Regions from separate parts of the Mus musculus genome. Here region 2 is linked to region 1. Evidence: chromatin contacts called from public HiChIP or PLAC-seq data. All regions are on one chromosome and are shown on one strand. Each heading gives the region's core, a stretch centred on a gene start, on an enhancer-like site or on the middle of the called end of the contact. The rest is flanking DNA. Distances are from core to core; before and after follow the strand shown.

Region 1 (6,624 bases), core at 837-3,336:
ATTATTTAGTAATTTTAAGAGAAACTATGACAAAGTTGTCTTTCCAAACTTTATGACTGAGATTTCTACCTAGTAAATTAACAAAACATCCTTTTATTTTGAGGCTACAGACATGGCTTAGTGGATAAGAGCACCCGCTGCTCTTCTAGAGGACCTGGGCTCAATTCCCAGAGCCCACATGGTAGCTCACAACTATTTATAACTCTAGTTCTATGGTATTTGGCGCCTTTTTCTAGCCTCTATGGGCATTCGGTACACACATGGAACACAGGCAATATATGTGTAGGCCAAACACTCAAACACATTAACTAGAAACAATTTAAAATTTTTTATTTGTTTTGTGTGTGTGTGTGTGTGCCTGTGGGCAACACATACAGATGATGTAAAGGGAACAAATATCAGAGGTCACGTCTCTCCTTCTACTACCGTGTTCGGGGACCAAACTCATGTTGTCAGGTTTCTACATCAAGTGTTTTTACCCACTGAGCCCTTTTATTGGCCCCAAATTCTCTGATCCACACCAGCGTAATTAATCAGGTTGGTACTGGGCAAGAATCATTGCGTGTGCTATAAAGGTCTGCCAGGATGAGGCAGGTAACAGTGAAACCGTCCAAGGATGTATGACAGGCACGTGGTGATGAAGGCTTCTCCAAAGGAGAGGCAGCATAAAAGTGAGCAAATGTGAGAGCTTGGAGCCAGAGCCGTCTGACTGGAGAAGCTGAACCCTAGGTCCTCCCTTCCCCACCTCCTTGTTAAAAAAAAAATTATATATATATATATATATATATATATATATATACATATACATATATATATATACACACACATACATACACACACATGCATACATATACACACATAGATAGATAGATAGGTAGGTAGGTAGGTAGTTTTGGAGTGGTAAGATGGCTCAGCAGGCAAAGGCACTTACTGCCAAGTCTGATGATCCAAGTTTGACACACGGAATACACAGGGCAGCTAAGAACTTACTCCACCTGGGAGTCGAAGCATGCTTGTGATGGCATGCATCCTCCTTCCTCAACGATAAATTTTAAACATGTGAAAACTATAGATCTATGGGCCGGAGTATAGAACAGTGGTAGAGTGCTTGCCTAGATTAAGGTTAGCGAGATTCCCAACAGGTAAGTGCGAGCTTTCAAAGCCCGATGATCTGAATGGGACCACCACTTGCTTTGCTGCGGGGACGGCTATGGGATGAGTTGGGGGCAGGAAGAGGGGTGATATAGATGAAGTACTCATATTTGAACTTCTCAATAATATTGAAACAGCAAAATAACACACACGAGGACCTTGTTTGACTTGTAAATAACCTGAAGATCCTTAGTGATCAAAGAGGTTCCACGTAGCTGACGGTTCTAGTATCATCTAGCAAATGACAATGTAGTGGTACTTAACATCAACAACAAGATCCCAACAAATTTCACCATATACATACAAGGATAAAAGTCAGATTTCAGTGGAAGTGTTTATAGCCAGCTCACAGAAACATTGCTTTCTTCGTTTCTGTAGGGCTCTAAAACTGTACACTTTATAAACATCTTAGGTCATCTATATAACTAAAGAATTAAATTCAACTACTGTATCACTCCAAGGACTAAGACTTATTATTGGGTGATACCGCGTCCCCCTACCCCTCAAAGGTGTGATCTAAATATAGCAAAGTCCCCCTTACATTAAAAAAAAAACCCCACTAGCACTTATTAGTTATTTCAACAAAAGTACAAGCAGTTCTTACTATTTTTCCACCCAAGGAACTGGTTTGACTTTCTTGGTTTCTCCACTGCTTCCTGCAGTGGCAGGTGTCCCCCGGTCCTTGGTCAGTTGTGCTTTGGCACTGACAGATGTGCCTTTCAGAAATGCCTGCATGGCTTCTTCTCCTGGGTATAAGACAAAAAGAAACCATTATGGGGCAGCTCCCCTTGAAAGGACCCCTAACTTTGTGCCTAGAGGGAAGGCGGAGGTCACATCCCGGTCCCCGCCAGCCTGTAAAAGGCTGAGAACACTCAGACCCATCACTTACAGTCGTCACCGTCCCCCTGGCACCGCGGTTCCCGCCACAGAACGGCGGCGAAAGGCATGGCGGGAGCGCGCCACGCAATAACGTCACTTCCGGCGCGCGGGTGCCAGTGACGCGCTCCCTTTTTGGCTAGCGGTGGCTAAGCTCGGCTTCTGGGTGCATCTGGGGCGTTCCGCGGAGGTGATCCTGTGTAGACTCCGCGGCCAGACCTCGGCCCAGCAGACACTGCAGAGCGCGGTCGGGGAGGAGCCGACCTAAGGAGAAAGCTTTGCTCGAAGGACCGGGCCTAGGGCGGGCCCACGCTGGGAGAGGCTTTCATTAAGCCAGTGGCTTCTTGGGTTTGCTGCCATCGTCCGTCAGCCCGGAGGTCAGGGCCAAGACGTGCTCACTTGACCCTTCGCCGGAAGGGGACACTGTGCGAACTACTGCCCTGCCCCCGATATTCAAGGACACAGAGCAAACTGCTTTTTAGAAGTGAAGCTAGAGAGAAGGCTCAGCGGTTTAAGAGCATTCACTGCTTTTGTGGAGGACTTCGGTTTGATACTTGGGGTTTTGATAGCCATCTGGTGGCTCACAACTGGAACTCCAGTTCAGGGGTCCAACGTTCCCTTCAGGGCTGCAGACCCTGAATACGTGTGCTGCACGTACTTGCACGCAAGCGGAATACTTAAACACACACAGCCCGGGACAGATGTCTTACAGTCAGTAAAATCAGCTTATTGTAGGGAGGGAGGACCATCTTCTATGGGCATTTTGTAATTCCCGAGACCCACTCAAAAACCTCGTGATCGGGCAGGAGATAAACTCATCAGTTAAAAGGACTTGCTGCTTTCCCAGAGGACTGGAGTTTGCGTTCCAGCATCTTGGGGGGGGGGGGGGGTGGACCAAGCGAAAAAGAAAGAATTTGAAAGCTTTGTAGTATATACCAACTGTCAGCAGACAGCTTGTCCTGTGAAGGATTTACTAGTCCAAATGAATCTTTCAGTTCTTAGCCAGCCTCTGCCCTTAGATGTCCTCATGTTAGCATAATAAGTTCCTAGTGTAGCTTTGGTAGCAGAGGTGGTTGTCACACGAGTCCAACAGCGACGACTGCTCCAGTAACTGCATTGCTGGGAGCTGAACTTGCCAGCCACAGGAGTGAAAGATAGTCACCCTTCCTGGATAGAACCCCTGAGCCCTCAGGGGGTTCAACTAACCTTTGCCCTACAGTGGATGAAATGTCATTGTTTCCACCAGAAGTAGAATTTGTCTAATTGTGCTCATTTTCTAGAACCAAAATTCTAAAAGGCTGCATTTCATCAGAAGCCTGTGCAGGGTTTGGCAGAAGTACACTTTCAGTCCCAAAACAGACCTACAAGGTCAGAATCTCTGGTGTCTGGGACTATGTATTTATAAGGTCTGTGGTTAGTGGACATAATGTTTCTGCTTCCTCCAAACCTCAGATGGAAAACCTCAATGTAATCAATCCCCGGTGTTGTCCTCAGTAATTCCAGGGTTAATGCTATAACAAGAGACTTTGTTCTTTTCGGTTTTCGTTCCCCCTTGAGATGGTTCTGCAAGAGATCCTACCAGATGGTGCTTAAGCTTAAACTTGCCAGATTTAAGAACTGGGATTCCAGTAGAGGGGCTGAAGAGATGGCTCAGCGGTTAAGAGCACTGACCTCTTTCCAGAGGTCTTGAGTTCAATTCCCAGAAACCACATGGTGGCTCACAACCATCTGTCATGGAATCTGAAGCCCTCTTCTGGTGTGTCTAAAGACAGCTGCAGTTTGAAGATGAGCTACGGTGTACCCGTATACATAAAAAAAAGTCTTCAGAACAAAACAAAACTAAGCATAGCTGGGCGTGGGGGTGGCATGTGCCTTAAATCCAGCATTTGGGAGGCTGAGGTAGAGGCAGTTGATCTGAGGACAGCCTGGTCTACAGAGCGAGTTCCAGAACCAGAAAACAAGCCTTAAGTAAGTATACATTCATTACAAATTACCCAGCACAAGACAGAGTGCATTGCTTTTCACTACACTATTTGTTATTCTAACTGAATTTCCTCCATAAAATAGCCCACTTATTGTGACTGGGGATGAGAACGTAAACTATGCAGGAATAGCCCAACTGAAAAATCTCCATGCTGTTTACCACTGTAAAGGTGATGGGTCCTGGCCTGGGAGAATGAAGTCTAAAATGAGGTGGGCTAGTCTCATGCAATAACTTTATTCAGAGCACCAGATAGTTTATAACCCTGAGAGTTAAGAATAAGCACAGGAGAAAAGTGTACAATCATAAGGATAAGCCACACCTGGCAAAAACATGTTTTTTTCCATAGAGGCAGAAAACAGCAGTAGCCAGTTGTAATGAATGATTTGAAATGAATGCACTCCCAGTGCGCCTGGGAGGGGCATGGAAACCCATTCCAAGAACAGTTCCGTGTTTTGAAGAAACTGAGGATCACAAACTCGTCTTTTCTTGGGGTATTGCCACAAGCACACAGAATTCTCACAACTTCATTCTTAGTGTTCTGACACCTTTTACTAGGAAAAACCCACTGCTTATGAACAAATACAAAAACCACGTGTAAGAGGCCCACAGGAGGCTGGCATCATCTCTAAGCCAGTGGTTCTCAACCTACCTAATGCTGAAGCATCATTTTGTTGCTATTTCATAACAGTAATTTGTTACTGTTATGAATTGTACATATCTGTTCTGCAGGATATATGACCCCTGCGAAAAGGTCGTTTGGCCCTTTTACAGATCGATTGATCTAGCTATCTAGATAGTCTGTCTGCCTATTTATCTATCTATGCAGGGATCAGTTTCATACTTGGCAGCTTCAGCCTGTTGGGTAATGTCACCAGGAGCAAACAGGACAATAAGAATCTGAGATGAGATCACATGTGAATGTCAGAAGGCAAGGCTGGCCCCTGTGATGAGATGAGACACACAGGACAGAATGTGGACTTAAGGGCATCTGGGAACAGAGAGATGGTGATTTCCAAAGTGTTGGCACCAAGAATGTCAGGAATAGCAGCAACCTAAATCTGCCTAGCACTTTTGAACCTCTAACACAGGAGCATCACTCACTTCATTTTTACACCACCACCCCCTGCCCCGGCCCAGACTACTTTTCAGCTGTGGGGATTATTGGCATAATTGCTCTATACTGGGCATTCCTATATAAGGACTTCAGGCCCATAGCTAAGAAGGGCAGTAGAAAGGGTCAGTGAAGTGGCTCATTGATTAAAGGGGAGTTCAATCCCTAGTACCCATGTAAAGCTGGAAGGAGAAAACTGAGTCAACAAAGTTGTCCTCTGATGCCCATGTGTGCACCAAGGGACATGTGCCCCCATCAAGCAGGTGGGTGTGCTCCAGTGCGCGTGGGGTGGGGGGTACACTCAAGCATGCATTCTGTCTGTCTGTCCATCCGTCCGTCCATCCATCTAAATTAAAATTAACAGGGCTTCCAGAAAACAGCAGAGGAGAAGAAAGCATTATTATATTCAGATATACTCTGCTGGGATGTGGGCACGGGAGAACTGCTGTTTGGGATACAAGAAGTTATGCACCAAGTTAAGGAAGATGGTGGGCACTATAGTTTAGGACAGTATCTTCATTTGTGACGTGACCACCCGTGAGGAGAGAATAGTGAGCAGTTATGAGGAAAGGCCTTGAGTATGGGTAAGTGCGTAGGGGTCAACAACCTGGGTGGGATTCAAGGCAAGGCTCCAAGGCAGAAGTCAACCGGTTTACCCCCACTGTAGCAGCTGTTCAACATGTACCAGTCCCACGGATAGTCAGATGATCCCAGGAACCTTTGAAGACCACAGAGCTGCCTTTAAGCACAGTCGGTGATGACTGTGACCACAGCAGGCGTGTGATGGAGCTGGCAGCAATATCCTGACTGACAGAGCTAAGGTAAACAGAAGGCAGGCCCTCGCCAATGGAGGAAACATTGCCTGAGAGCATAATACTTGCTAGTTCATTTTATTGCTCACCCGTACTTCTGTTATTCTAGTATTCTTATTTTCAAATCTTTTACATTTTTATCTTTATTCCTGCTATTTTAATACTTTTAATGTTGATTTTATTTTTTAAATTTAAATTTTTATTTTTCAAGAGGCTTACAAAGCAATAGGTTTCCACATGGAACTTTCATTTTTGAATACTTTTAATTTATTTGTTGATTTTGCACATGCTTACACTTAAATTCTCCCTTACACCCCAGACTTACTTACAATAAAGGTGTGTGCCGCCACTGCCCAGCTTTTTAACTATATTTGAAAATTAGCTTACAGATAGTGCTTTCCATGAAGAGTTTGCATATATTCTTAGTTTTGCTTGCCCCCTCCACTTGTCCCACCTTGCTTACACCTTTAACTTGCTGCATTTCCCCACCCCTTTTCTGATCACATGTCATATTTCTTCCTCCTCCCTTTAAGGTTTTCCCCTCCTCAAGTTCATGTGTTCTTTCTGTTACCTGACCTTTACAGGCATTCTAGGTTAAACACACAAATCTAAAAAGGTGCAGCTAAGATCCACATGTAAGAGAAAGCACGAGGCATTTGTCCTTCTTAGCCAGAGCCTTTAGTATACTT
Region 2 (6,806 bases), core at 2,915-5,414, 120 kb after region 1:
GCCACGCTTGGCCTCGACACATGCACAGCAGCCCTGCAGGGGAGGCCGGGAGAGCAGGTAGAGGGAGCCGTAGCCGTCTGGGGCAAGCACCACCTTGCAGCTGTGCTCGGCTCATGAAAGAGTCCTTTTTTCCTACCTGTCAATTACGACCTTCGGAGGGAGAGTCAAGCAGAAATGGAAGAGGAAGTGTGGTGTGGCTCTCCATGTGAACTATGCTGGGGAGCCAGGCTTGGAGCCTTGCTTGTCTGAGCCCCTTGGGAACCAAGTATATCAGAGTTTGTTCCAGATGGGAGAGGGAAGGAGGCAGCCTGCCAGCTCTGACAAATGCTGCTTGCTGTAGGGCTGGAGGCTGCTGGCCCAGGGCCTGAGCTGGAGGAGGCTAATGATAGTGTGAGGAATCAATCAATCCCCCAGATGAGGGAGGCTTCCTGCTAGAGGCATGTGGCTGCTTTTCTTTTCATCTTCACAATGAATGTCTTATTCTGGGCTGTCCATTTGGGAAAGGGAGGGAGCAGGCAAAGAGGAGCCCTGCAGCCTCGCCCAGGGCAGCACTCCTGCATTGGAAGCGTCTGTCCGTCCGCCCTACCCATGCCTTCAGGGACCGTCTTGGTGACTCAACAGGATGAGGCTGAGCAGTTTGCTGCTACCCAGTCACCTTTACAGTCTCCCTTCCTCAGGAAGCCCTTAGCTTTTGGGGGAAAGTCACATGCTTTCCAGCTAGGTGGACTTGGGTTTAAATTCTAGATGTGTTGTTTGTTGTTAACTCTTTGAACTTGGAGACTGAACTTCTCAGATGCTCATTTTGCGTCCTAGTCTGCAGTAATTCTTCCAACATCATAGCATTGACATGCATGCTTCAAGTAGAGCTGGACACATGACTGTGATCAACAAATAGCTGTTTCAAAGACCACAACTCAGTATCCAGAATCTACAAAGTACTGCAGAGAGAGGGGTGGTGGTGGTGGCAGAGACAGACACACGAGAGGTGGGGGGCAGAGACCCAGGAGACAACTGCCAATCTACAATAGGCTGAAGAAAAAGGAACAGGTAGATCTCAAAAGAAGAAACACAAATGGTCAGCAAATGTTTTAAAAAGTGTTCAACATCCCTAGTCATCAGGGGAATGATTTGAGATACTTACTGTCACATCCTAGTCAGAATGGCTGTCATCAATATATCTGATTACAAATGTTGGAGAGGATGTAGGGGAAGAGAAACCATTATCCATTGCTGTGCGAGTCCAAATTATACAGCCATGGTGCAAATAAATGGAGACTCCACAAATAAATAAATTTTAAAAAATTGCCGTAAATATTTAAAAAGAACCGCCAAGTTCCTACGCTCCATCCAACTACTCTCTGCCCACCAACTCTCTGGCAGGGCCGGAGCTCCCGAGTTCCCTTCGCTGCCATACCAGCCCCATGCAACGACCGTCTACCCCTCAGCCAGCGACCACAACACCCAGCAACCTGGTAGAAACAAAACTCTAGAAGTTTATAATTAAGTCAGATTTATATATCAATAAATTCTCAATTCACAAGATGCCCACACAATAATTTCAGAGCCAATCAATAATGATATAAGCTGCCCACCTAGATCAGACAAGTTATCCCAATTATTCCATTCCTATATGATATTCATAACTACCTGTGGCTATTTAAAACCATGTGAGATCAGGATCTTCTTCCTGTCTGTCCGCCTCCATCTTGGCTTCTTTTCTCTCCTCTCTGAGTCGTTCTCTGACCCTGCAACTCTTCACTCTGCTTCCCTTTTCCCTGTCCAATCACAGGCCTCCTGCTGCCCCACCATTGTCCTCCTGGGCAATGAGACTCTATGCCCTACCACAGAGATACTTGAACCTCCATCTGTGTTCATTGCTGCTCTTTTTTACAGTAGCAAGGAAACAGAATCAACTTAGATGGCATTCAACAGATGAATGGATTATGAAAATGTGGAACTTTCACAGAGCGGGATACTATACAGCTGTGAAGGAAAAAAGAAAGAAAGAAAGAAAGAAAGAAAGAAAGAAAGAAAGAAAGAAAGAAAGAAAGTAAGTTGCAGGAAAATGGAAGGTCCAGAAAAGTATAATGTTGAGTGAGGTGACTTTACCTCGGAAAGGCAACAAGCCACATGTCTGTCCTCATATTCGGCTTCTGTCCTGTAGTCTATATGTGCCCTAGGTCAATGGGTGTGAGTGGGGGCAAACTTTAGAAAGGAGGCCACGTAAGGAAGGACAGAGTGTAGGCAGAAGGGCCAGAGTCAGGGAAGAGAGTATTAAAGCTGTTACTTTCTAGTTTCAACGTCATCATAGTGTTTTCTTTTCTTTCATTCTGTAGGGAGTGGGTATGTGGATTCAATTTTCCTGTTTCCAAGTAGCAACAATCATGTTTGCATTCCAGAAGAGTCCAGCATGTGTTCTTCCTTTGAGGCAGTGCTTGTGGAAGCTGGGCCTTCTTTTTAATTCCATTGACCACTCGAGCAATAGAAGTGGACATGACTAGTGCCTTAGTTAGGGTTGCTGAGAAGAGACACCATGACCAAGTCATCTCTTGTAAAGGACAACATTTAATTAGGGCTGGCTTACAGTTGCAGACGGTCAGTCCATTATCATCATGGTAGGGAGCATGGCAGTGTCTGCTAGAGGAGCTGAGAGTTCTATATCTTGATCTGAAGGCAGCCAGGAGTGGACCTGAGCATAGGAGACCCCAAAGCCTGCCTACACAGTGACACACCTCCTCCAACAAGGCCACACCTCCTAATGGTGGCACTCATTCCCCATGAGCCAAGCATTTGAGCACATGAGTCTGTGGGGGCCATTCCTAGTGCAGCTACCACGATGAGTTTGGAAGATTTGTCATGTCAGCCCACTTAGAAAGTGTGATCCTTTCGTTTAGATTTATTTACTCTAGTTCATGGTTATGAATGTTTTGCTTGCATGTGTGTCTGTGCATCACATGCACGCCTGGTACCCAAGGAAGTCAGAAGATGACATCTGATTTCCTGGAATTGGAGTGATGGCTGCTTGTGAGCTGCCATGTAGGAGTCAGACACAGGTCCTCTGCATGAGCGAGTGCTCAGAACTGCTGAGCCACCTCCCCGACCCTGAAAAAGTGATTGAAATAATGTTTTGGGGAGAGCGACTTTGTAACCTGATACTATCCCTTTTTTCTTCCCTTTCTTTCTTTTATAACTGTATCTACTTAACTATATCAAATCATTTATTCCATTATTTAACTTGTAAATCACATTTCTTTACATAAAGTGTGGCTTTAACTACAAAATTCAAGGCGGCATCTCTTTTCAATGGTTATTCTCAGTTGTTGCTCACCCAGTGGACCAGATTCTGCTAGGCACTGCACAGACAAAGGCAGGAGAAACAATTTCTGGAGGAGCTGTCAGTCTGTGAGGAGAGAGGGCCGTGTGTAGTGGAGCATAAGAGATGGACCAGTTGCGGAGGGAGGAGGGAGAATGACAAGGCCAGAGAAGAGATAGGAAACTCTCCCTCCAAAAAGAGTTTTCCAGACATTTAAGGTAGGAATCAGGAGGAAATAGTGGGACCAGATATGATGGTCACTGTTGGAATTTGGCCCTAGACATCATGAGGTAGTGGCTTCCTTGACAAGCAACCCTTTAGGGCATCTACTCCTGCTGGCATTTGAGTCCACCTAGGTTGCGTTAGGACAAGGTCTACAGCCTCTTCCCAGCTGGTGGATCAACACTGGCAGGAATGCCGCCAAGGTTGATTATAGGAGAACATTATGGGCTACTTGTCAGCTCAGGGTTCAGGTCAGAGGGGGGCTTTCCAAAGGAGTGGGGGCCTGGGGATTCATCATTAGACAAGATCTACAGATGCAGAGCTTCCAGAGGCAGAGCAGGATTCAGGTAGTGTGGGCAGGAGGAGCTTCACAATCCAGGAGGGAGAGAGAGAGAGAGAGAGAGAGAGAGAGAGAGAGAGAGAGAGAGAGAGAGAGAGAGAGAGAGAGAGAGAGAGAGAGAAAGTGGGCAAGAGTGATGTCTGCTGTTGTTGGAAAGTTCAGGGACATCGCAGGCTGCATTTAATGTCAAGAAGAACTGGGGGATTCAAGGTCTCAGTAATCTACTAACAATTTGGCGCACGCCCTGGGGCGGGCATTTGATGAGTTATTTGAGACAGAAACATAAGATCTACAAGGCTGTTACGGGTCATTTAGCTGATGAGGAGAAGAGCAAATGTAGGGCATCTTCAGTTGCTGGGCTCCACTCCCTGCCCAGGCAGAGTACAGGGCTTTGTGTTTCTCTAATTCGGTCCAATTAAATCCAGTCTGCACCATGCCTGCCTCACAAAGGAAATAAAGGCGAGACATGGTGACTCACCTCCATCCTGCTGGTCTCCCTAGCTCAGATGCCATCTCCTTGGTCCTGTGTCCTACCTCTGGCTTCTGTTAGTATATCTCAATGTAGTCTCGATTCTGCCCTAAGCTAATGAAATTGAAGTCTCTGTAGGGTGGTTCTGGGCACTAGCCTTTTCTTAAAACTCGGCAGTTGTTCCCCAGGCAGTCGTGGACAGGAACCATTGTTCTGCTGTCTGCTCTCTTCTTTATGCTCTCTTCTTTCTCTTCAGAAGGCTCACATCACCTTCTTGATAGCTAGGGTTCTCTGTCTCTCTGTCTCTGTCTGCCTGTCTCTCTCTCTGAGACAGGGTTTCTCTGTGTAGCCTTGGCTGTCCTGGAACTCGCTCATGTAGATCACGTTGTCCTGGAACTACTTCTGTCTCCCAAGTGCTGGTATTAAAAGCATGCACTGAAACCACACGGCCTAGGGTTTACTGTCTTACTCTTACCTAGCAACCTTGCTTCACATTTGCCTGAAGAGAAGCATTGGTGTCATGTGTCTTAGTCAGTTCAGGTCACTGTAACAAGCAGTGTCAACTGAGGTTGAGAAAGCCACGATTAAGATATTGAGAAAATCACTTCCTAGTTCCCAGCTGGTATACGTAAGAGCTGCTGGCTCACTCGGGTTTCTTCTACAAGAACACTAACACCATCAGTGACGAGCCTTTCAGACTTCATCAGCTCCAGCTTCTAAGGCCATTGTACTGCATGTTAGGAATTCAACTTAGGAGCTTTTGGAGACACCGATAATGAGACCTTAATGCATCTCCATCACCAGAGCTGTGTCCGCGTGGTCCTCATTCCTTCCCATTACCATGGATGCTGCTGTGTCTTAGTCACCGTTCTATTGCTCTTAAGAGCAACACTGTGACCTTGGCAACTATAAAAAGAAAGCATTTAGAGTTAGGAGCTTGCTCATAGTTTCAGATTTTAAGCCTTACATCATGTCAGGGAGCACGGTGGCAGGCAAGTATGTTGGAGAAGTGTGTAAGCTACATTCTGACCTGTAGGCCAAGAGAGAAAAGACCCTGGGCCTGGCTTGGAGATTTGAAACCTCAAAGCCCACCGTCAGTGACACACTTCCTCCACGCCCCCTAATCCTTCCAATACCATCCTAGAGTTCTACTTCCTAGTGACTAAGCATTAAAATACGTGAGCCCACGGGGGCCACTCTTATCCAAACCACTGCAGTCCTACTGACTCGCCCTCTTTATTCGTGAATATATATTATTCTGTCTTCATTAAGGGTGTGGCTCTGGCAGCTCTTCCTTCTCTCAGCAATACTATTTCTCTGTTGTGATATTCCCCCTGCCCTGCCCCGTCTCTATAATGGATCTACCTACCGTCTACCGTCTATTCATCTACCTATCTCTGAATGGCTGCCCTGTCTCTATCCTACCGTTTGAGTATATGGTACATTCCCTCTGGTTTCTTACGCCCTTTAGTGAAATTCGTCTGTATCTTCCTGTCCTGCTGCTTCTCTTCACTCACTCCCACCTAAGCCTATGTCTCCCCAAGCATCTACCAATCTGGGCCATCCATCATCTGCCAAATGCAGTGGTCACATCTTGAGCCTTGTCTTGTTTCTCTGTAGGACTCATGTAATTGCTTGTCCCATCCCACTTTAAAGGCGTCTTCTCTTTGCTCTCTTCTTTAGCCATCTTTGCTCACTTTCTGTGGTTGGCTCATTGTCACCTGGTCTCTTTGGAGTGGCCCACAGTGGCCTCTCTTCTGTACCTCAGTCCCTGATCTCATTCAGTTTGCTATGCTGACAACTTTCTCTTGGTATCTATGTCCCAGACCTTTCCCCTGTATCCCATGCTTATATGCTTAAACATCCACTGGGAAACCTTCCTTGGGTGAGTAGCACACACCCCAAATGTAACAAACCTGAAACCGAGCTGCTGTCTTCTGAAGTAGCTGCCACCTCCAGTAGACTTGAGTTAGGACTTACAACTCCAGAGTCCTTCCAGATGATCCTTCCAGTCCCCATCCATGAATGCAAACCATGCCAGCTGTATCTTTGTAGTAAGCCAAGAGATGGATTAGTTATTTGATTCACCAAGTTTGACTCAAGACAGGCTCGTCTCTATTTTTAATTTGCAGGATAATTTTGTACCTGGGCCTGCTTATATTTCTAGCTTCTATGGCTTATTTTCAAAAAAGCACCAGAGTTGTCATTTCAAAAGTTGCAGCAACGTGTGATTTCTTTTTTCAAAAGCTGTAAAGCGCTCTTCGACATCTGCCCCCCCGCCCCCAACACGGTGTGCCTCTTCCTTTTGCTTCTTTACTGAGGCCTGTACCTCAAACACAGAACCTCAGAACCTCTGTGCCTCGGATCCCTCCAAGCTGTCCCGCTACCCCCACAATCCTGTGCTTTGTTCCACCTCTTCTGGCTTGTATGTGAGTGTCATTTTGACAGATAATTCACCAACC

The links. HiChIP or PLAC-seq counts read pairs in DNA pulled down with a chosen protein or histone mark.
Region 2: an HNF4G HiChIP or PLAC-seq map of pancreatic cancer cells shows a contact between it and region 1. The contact joins the enhancer-like site here to the promoter of Rfc4 in region 1. A contact is called at or near these places in 1 of 39 promoter capture datasets (macrophages), 1 of 15 datasets of contacts at CTCF or cohesin (the NIH/3T3 cell line), 1 of 484 Hi-C or Micro-C datasets (granulosa cells), 3 of 115 datasets of contacts at active chromatin or transcription factors (embryonic stem cells, pancreatic cancer cells and pro-B cells) and 1 of 9 other capture datasets (adipose tissue).

The regions. Positions count from the first base shown.
Region 1 is chr16:23,125,644-23,132,267 of GRCm38.p6, forward strand. It overlaps Rfc4 (replication factor C (activator 1) 4), which reads right to left and starts at 2,087. Exons shown (of 11, transcript NM_145480.1): 1 at 2,042-2,087; 2 at 1,757-1,898. The coding sequence starts at 1,887.
Region 2 is chr16:23,240,512-23,247,317 of GRCm38.p6, forward strand. The region is part of intron 1 of St6gal1 (beta galactoside alpha 2,6 sialyltransferase 1); the gene reads left to right. Among named protein-coding and RNA genes, the nearest start is that of BC106179, 18 kb to the left of the region's middle. Within about 2 kb of position 4,165, at least 11 of the 459 cell types and tissues checked have an H3K27ac peak or open chromatin away from gene starts, as enhancers often do. A contact at or near this core is called in granulosa cells and pancreatic cancer cells, where this site is marked.